Linked DNA regions of Ovis aries: region 1 is linked to region 2. A link is a contact called in public Hi-C data. All regions are on one chromosome and are shown on one strand. The core of a region is the stretch at or near the end of the contact, and the rest is flanking DNA. Distances in the headings are between cores, read along the strand shown. Region 1 overlaps SRCIN1 (SRC kinase signaling inhibitor 1). Region 2 holds the start of ARHGAP23 (Rho GTPase activating protein 23).

Region 1 (2,970 bases), core at 314-2,813, 140 kb after region 2:
AGGGTCACCCAGGCTCTCCCAGGTCGATTAAAGGGGCCGAGGTGGGGCTGGCAGGGAGGGGTCTGGGCTGCCAGAGCAGGCAGCGGAGAGGCAGAGGCTCCAGACAGTGAATGTGTGCCCACAGCCCTAGTGATGACTACAGCCCGTAAACCTCGGGAGTGGATGGCGCTGAGGGTAGGGAGGAGGCCGCTGAGCAGGCCCAGAGATGGTGGAGCAAGGACCAACTTCTCCCTGCCTCCTCCATGACAGGGCTCAGCCTCAGGTGCCCGGACACTGGCAGGTGCACGCAGGGCCATGGGTGAGGCAGGACCTGGATTCTAGGGGGTGGCAGGGAGAGAGGAAGAAGTAGGAGAGACACTGGGCTGTCTCTGAGGGGAGGTGGGGCTTTGATTTGAAATCTTTAGGCTCTTTTGAAAACTAAGAGCCTTCAAGATCCTTGGCTTTCTTTAACAAAGAAACTCAGGGAAAGAGATGAGGTACCTGCCTGACCCAGGAGTCCTAGCTCCCTGCTCTGTGCAGAGTTCTCTCCTCTCTGTGGGGCCCCAGTAGGCTGAGACAACTGGCCTGGGATTCTTGGTCGGGGCACCATCCTGTTGCCTGGGGGTAAAGAGGCCCTTGGGGGCTCGGAGGGCTCAGGCAAGAATTTATCTGAGCCAGAACACTGGGAGGACAAAAGCCCAGACCAGAGACCTCCTGGGTTTAGAGTCAGCTCTTCCTCTGACGGGTCCCAGGTTAGCCATTCTTTTAGTTCTCCACCCTAAAAGCCTCTTCTCTCTCAGAGCCTGAGGGTACTGATCTGTAAAATGGGGACAACATCTCTAAACCCCCCTCCTGGGCAGTGGGTGAGAAGCTAGCAAGACAATGAGGAGAAAGCACATTTTGAACTAAAGACATTCCTGGCATGTGGGCTGTGAGGACAGCAGGACAGCCTTCCCATTGCCCCGGGCCTGCTCCAGCCACCACCAAGGCCTCAAGTGGCCCTGACCCTCCCCAGACAGAGCAGCTCGGTGAAAAGCCAAGGAGATCAATTCCAATCCAGCAAGCAGTGGCTCTGGGTAGCAGCGGCCCTGAGCAGATCGATGCTTCTGTTCACTGGCAGAGGCTGCTGAGGGATCTATCTGGGCAGGGGTCTTGTGGGTAGGGGGACCTGGGGAGGCAGATGGGACAGGGAGGCCTGAAGGCGGTAAGCAGACTGGATTCTGCTGGGGCAGGGTGGAGAGACAGGGGATGCAGGGGAAAAGTGGGAGACCCTGGATGGAGAAGCAGAGCTGGAGTACAGCTGGAAGGGGCCTTGGGACAGACAGCCCCTGAAGCGTGGGGGTGGGAGGAGTCGGAGAGATAAGTTGGAGGTCTTGCTATCTCTCCAAGAATCCTCCGTGTGCAAGGCCAGCTATAATTTTTGAGTCAGAGGTTCAAGCTACAGGAGAGATGCCCAGGACTAGCAGAATCCAGCTCAGAATGAGGAGAAAGGGAAGGTGGAGAAGGGGGTGCTGTCGCCTCCCTTAGCTCTGCCTTCCCTGCCTGGGCAATGGGGAAGTGAACCTGTCTGGAGGCTGGGATGACCAGGGAGCAGTGGGCGCCCCCAAGTGGCCAGCTGCGGATAAAGGCGCAGGTGCTTGGGAAGAGAGCGACATTGTTATTTGCTCCACCAATCCCAAATTCCACGTTTATTTATGAGCCCAATTTATTTTTATCCTCACTGCATTCTTTCACATGAGATCACTGTAACTCATGATGAGAATTAGGATCCCAAGGTTTCAGTGACACTGTCTCATAAGCCATCCAGCCCCTCCCCACCTTGCATCTTTACCCCAGATGTCACCACCCTCTGTCCTCTGGCTGCCACTGGGCAACAGTTACACATGACATCATCTTCCGAGGAGGAGAGTGTGGAGAAGGGGAGGGGGGAGGGAGAGGGAAGAAGAAAGAGGAAGGGGAGGAAATGGAAGAACAAAGCCAAGAGCTACAAAAAAGAGAAGGGTCTCACTGGGGCCCCTGCTGGGAGGACCAGAGTTTAGGTCTCTGGGTCCTTCTCCCCAGAGATTGGGAGGGCTGGACAAGGCCCCCCCACCCCGTGGGGACCTGAGGTCTGACAGGCGTGACCTCAACTGGGGCCTGGGCACCAGCTCAGGGAGTCCAGAGGGCCTGGGGCTAGATCCCAGTGAGGTCGGCAGTCAGGGCAAGCAGTGGGGAAGGGGGTGCATGGAGATTGCCAGAAAGGTGGAGGGCCTGGCTCAGACCCCAAAGTGCCCCGTCTGCGTCCACACACACACTTGAATGCGTTCGGCACAAGTCCCACCATCTTCAGCCAAAGCAAGAGGAGCCTAAGTCACCCTGAGGAGCCCTGAGGCGACTGCCACCATCGATTGTGCCTGACAATTCCATCCTGCTGGGTGGCTGGCTGCGCAGTCAGGAAGCGCACTGTGCTGGGAGGTCAGAGGCCAGAGGACAAAGGTCAAGCTTGGCAGAGGCTTCAAGAACCTGGATGAGGCGAAGGGATCATCCCTTCCCACCCCTCCCTCGGTGAAGAAGCTGACCCCTCAGTCTCCAGGCACCTCTGGCTCTGGCTCCCTGTGTGCCCACAGTCCTCAGTCAGCTCTGCCTGTGGGTCCTTGGAGCAGAAGCCCGTCTGTGTCTGTTTTCTAAAACCATCTTTTCCGCCCCATACCACAGCAACCAAAGTCATTTTCCGGGCAATTGCCTTTCTGTAAACATTCCAGTGTAATATCCCCCCAAATTGCTAATGCCCAGCACCCTGTTGAGTCTCCCTGTCACTCCAACCAAAGCCTCAGAGGTACGGGCGGGTGGAGGGAGGAACAGGCATCAGGGGGAGAGGATTAAGGACAGGGCTTCACGTCCAGCTCCTGGCATGAACCCTCACACCTGCCCCCGCCGTGTTCCCCCATTCCCCACCAACCCAGCCCCACTCCCCTGAAGGTCAGGCCTCCTCAGGAGACTCTGCCTGGGCCA
Region 2 (2,831 bases), core at 172-2,671:
AAGCCAAGAGAGTCTGCTGCCAGCTGGGTGGGGCAGACTGGGAGTGTGTGGGTAGTGCCCCCCAGAGCCCCAAAAGGAGGGGTGGCCGGGGATGAAGTTCTGCCGGGACTCCTGGCTGCAGTCCCAGGAGCAAAGCAGCAAATGCTCTGCAGGGCCAAAGCATGGGAGGGCAGGGGGAGTCCAACCCCAGCCCCAAACTGGGCTGCCCGGGGGGCTCAGGGCCTCCCCAGCCTGCATTCCTGAATTCCTCCCCCTAGCATGCCCCCTACACCCGGCCTATAAAGCCCCCTTTGTCTGGGCCCACTGAGGATCTTAACTCTCCCCATCTCAGCTTCCAGCCCTCTGCTCCCTCACCCCCTGGTGCTAACAAAGAGGCCAGGGTGCAGTGGGAAGCCTGCAATCCCCTTCATGCCTCCCGGCACTGGCCCAGGGGTGTTGGGCCACCAGCCCCTGGACACCGATGCCCCAGCCCCACTGCCCACCTCAGGGCAGATTAATTCCCACCCCTGTCCACCCGGGACTCCACACTCCTGTCCTGGGCAGCATGCCTGCCTCTCACATGCCTGCGCATGTGATAACCCCTTGGTGTGGCCCTGCCCTCACAGGGGCAGGACAGAGGGGCAGCAGGCAGTCATGAGCCACCCCTGATGGGGTAGGAGGGTCTCAGTGTGGGAAGCAGTCTTTTTGCCACCTCCTTGGCTTTCACCGGAGTTGGTGGCTCCACTGTCCACAATGCAGGTTCCCAACTGGCATCTGGAGCTTCAGATGACCCTTCTTTGGCAGTAGACAAACGGTTCAGCTCCTCCTTCTGCTTGGCACATGCCTGGGGCAGGGAACACGGTAGGCGACAGGAATTTCCATTCCTGTTCCCCACACCCACCCAAGGGCCTCAGAACACGTGTGAAGAGAGGCAATAGGGAGTGGCCTCTCCCCATCAGCTCCTGACCTCCTGGGGTCACAGGGCTCAGACCTCTGCTCATCAGGGTGGGGTCTCCCTGTGGTCCAGGCTCTATCTCTCTGGCCGGCTCTTGGGCAATCACAGTGATCTGAGCCAGGGGTCAGCTCTGTCATCAAGCTGCTTGTGACCTTGGGCCAGCCCCTCTGAGGCTTCTGTAAAATAAGGGGTGGGGCCCTTCCGACTCTGATAACCTCAGAAATGAGGAGAGGGGCTTCCGTAGGAGGAGATCTTCTCTGGACTAACAGTGCCCCCAGGACAGGCAGACCAGGAGACGCTGGCAGGGATGCGCCCCTGGATGCGTGAGGTGTGTGTGTGTGTGTGTGTGTGTGGTGTGTGTGTGTGTGTGTGCGTGTGTGGTGTGTAAGGTGTGTGTGCGCGCGCGCGGCGCCTCTCCCCGCGGGTGGGGTGTGGAGGGAGGGGCGGGCGGGGCGGGGCCTGTGGGCGGGGCCTGAGTGGCGGACTCGGGCGCTCCTCGCGCGCGGCGGTGGCCGGGTGCGGTGCTCACCACTCACTGGGCGCATGGAGGGGCCGCCGCCCACTGCGCCCCACAGGGCTGGCGCGGCGAGGACTGCATAGCTGGCAACAGCATGGAGCAGGTCAGCGGGTGCGGGGCCGGGGCTCGGGTGCGTGTCTTGGGGGGAAGGGCGGGGTGCGGGAGGACTGACTGAGGGTGGGCGCCCTGAGAAGGACACGGCGGGAGGGGTTTGGGGCTTTGGAGCTCCGGGCGGGGCCAGAGCTCTGGGGAGGGGATAGGGCTGGTGTGACATAGAGCTGGTGCGCGCGCGCACACACACACACACACACACGCACACGCACACACGAGTACTCTCCCACCACTGACACAGAGGGAGGCGCTCACCGAGGGCTCACACGCTCCCTCGCTCCCCATCCTTGCTCCAGGAGAACATTTAGAAGCTCCCCTCCCACTCGATAAGGTCCTGGCCCCTACCAGGATCCTAGCAAGCTCTGCATAATAAGGAGTGGCAGAGGTGGGGGTGGCTCTCCCAGGGCATGTAACTACCGCTGACCCTCCCGACCTTGTCCCTTCCCCACCGTGGGACCTCGCGATACAACCATCCCCTCCCCCCTTGCACATCAAGGGGCTTCTCCCTGCCAGGCTCCCCCGCCAGTCCCAGTTACAGCAGCTGCAGCAGCTGCCGCCACCATTTCATGGCAGTGAAAAGATGGGGTGGGTTGGGCAGCGTGTCCACATGCCCCCCAAATGCAGACAAGCTGCCCCAGCCAGGCCCTGGGTGGCTTCCTTTCACACAGTCTCCATCAGAGGGGTCCCAGTGATGGCCTCCTTCGGTCAGAGCACCTCACTCCCTCCACAGAGCTCAGTAAATCCTGGACAAGAGGGGCCGTCCCCTTAGGTGGGTGGGAGGGCCCCTCTATCCTGACTTGCTGTCCCCAGTTCTAAGAGGGGCAGCCTCCTGAGGTGGGCTGGAGGGAGGGGGCTGCCTTGCTCCCTTCCTGGTCACAACTCAGTGAGAGGTCTTGGGGTGGGGTCTGGAGTGGAAAGGTTTTCTGTTTCTGCGTGTGCCTTTGCATGTCCACGCTCCCAGGCTCAGCTTAAAGCTGTGTCTGGGGCCTGGGCTCTGAGACCCCTCCCCTCTGTGGCAGACGGGCTCTTGAGTTGCCTGTGACGGTGGTGAGAAGGGGCACGGAGGGGTGGAGGGTGATGAGTCAGGGGATGGGGTGATCCTCAGTTCTGGGGGTTGGAGGGAGACTCTGAGGAGTCATGAAGGGCTCTCGGCATCTTCCCTGGGCTGGGCGTTATGTGTGGGGAGGGCTGTGGGCTGGTCTAGTCTCCAGGCCTGCTGGGCATCTTGGCTGTTAATTTAAATCGCCCGTGGCAGCTCCCTGGAGCACC

Evidence for each region. A called contact is a pair of places that touch in the nucleus more often than the background predicts.
Region 1: a Hi-C map of hypothalamus shows a contact between it and region 2, with 2.5 times the contacts expected there. The contact joins the enhancer-like site here to the promoter of ARHGAP23 in region 2. A contact is called at or near these places in 2 of 16 Hi-C or Micro-C datasets (hypothalamus and liver).

Annotation. Positions count from the first base shown.
Region 1 is chr11:38,937,703-38,940,672 of ARS-UI_Ramb_v3.0, forward strand. All of the region lies in intron 1 of SRCIN1 (SRC kinase signaling inhibitor 1), which reads right to left. Among named protein-coding and RNA genes, the nearest start is that of SRCIN1, 22 kb to the right of the region's middle. Within about 2 kb of position 1,564, at least 4 of the 54 cell types and tissues checked have an H3K27ac peak or open chromatin away from gene starts, as enhancers often do. A contact at or near this core is called in hypothalamus, where this site is marked.
Region 2 is chr11:38,798,882-38,801,712 of ARS-UI_Ramb_v3.0, forward strand. It overlaps ARHGAP23 (Rho GTPase activating protein 23), which reads left to right and starts at 1,422. Exons shown (of 24, transcript XM_042255898.1): 1 at 1,422-1,554. The coding sequence starts at 1,546.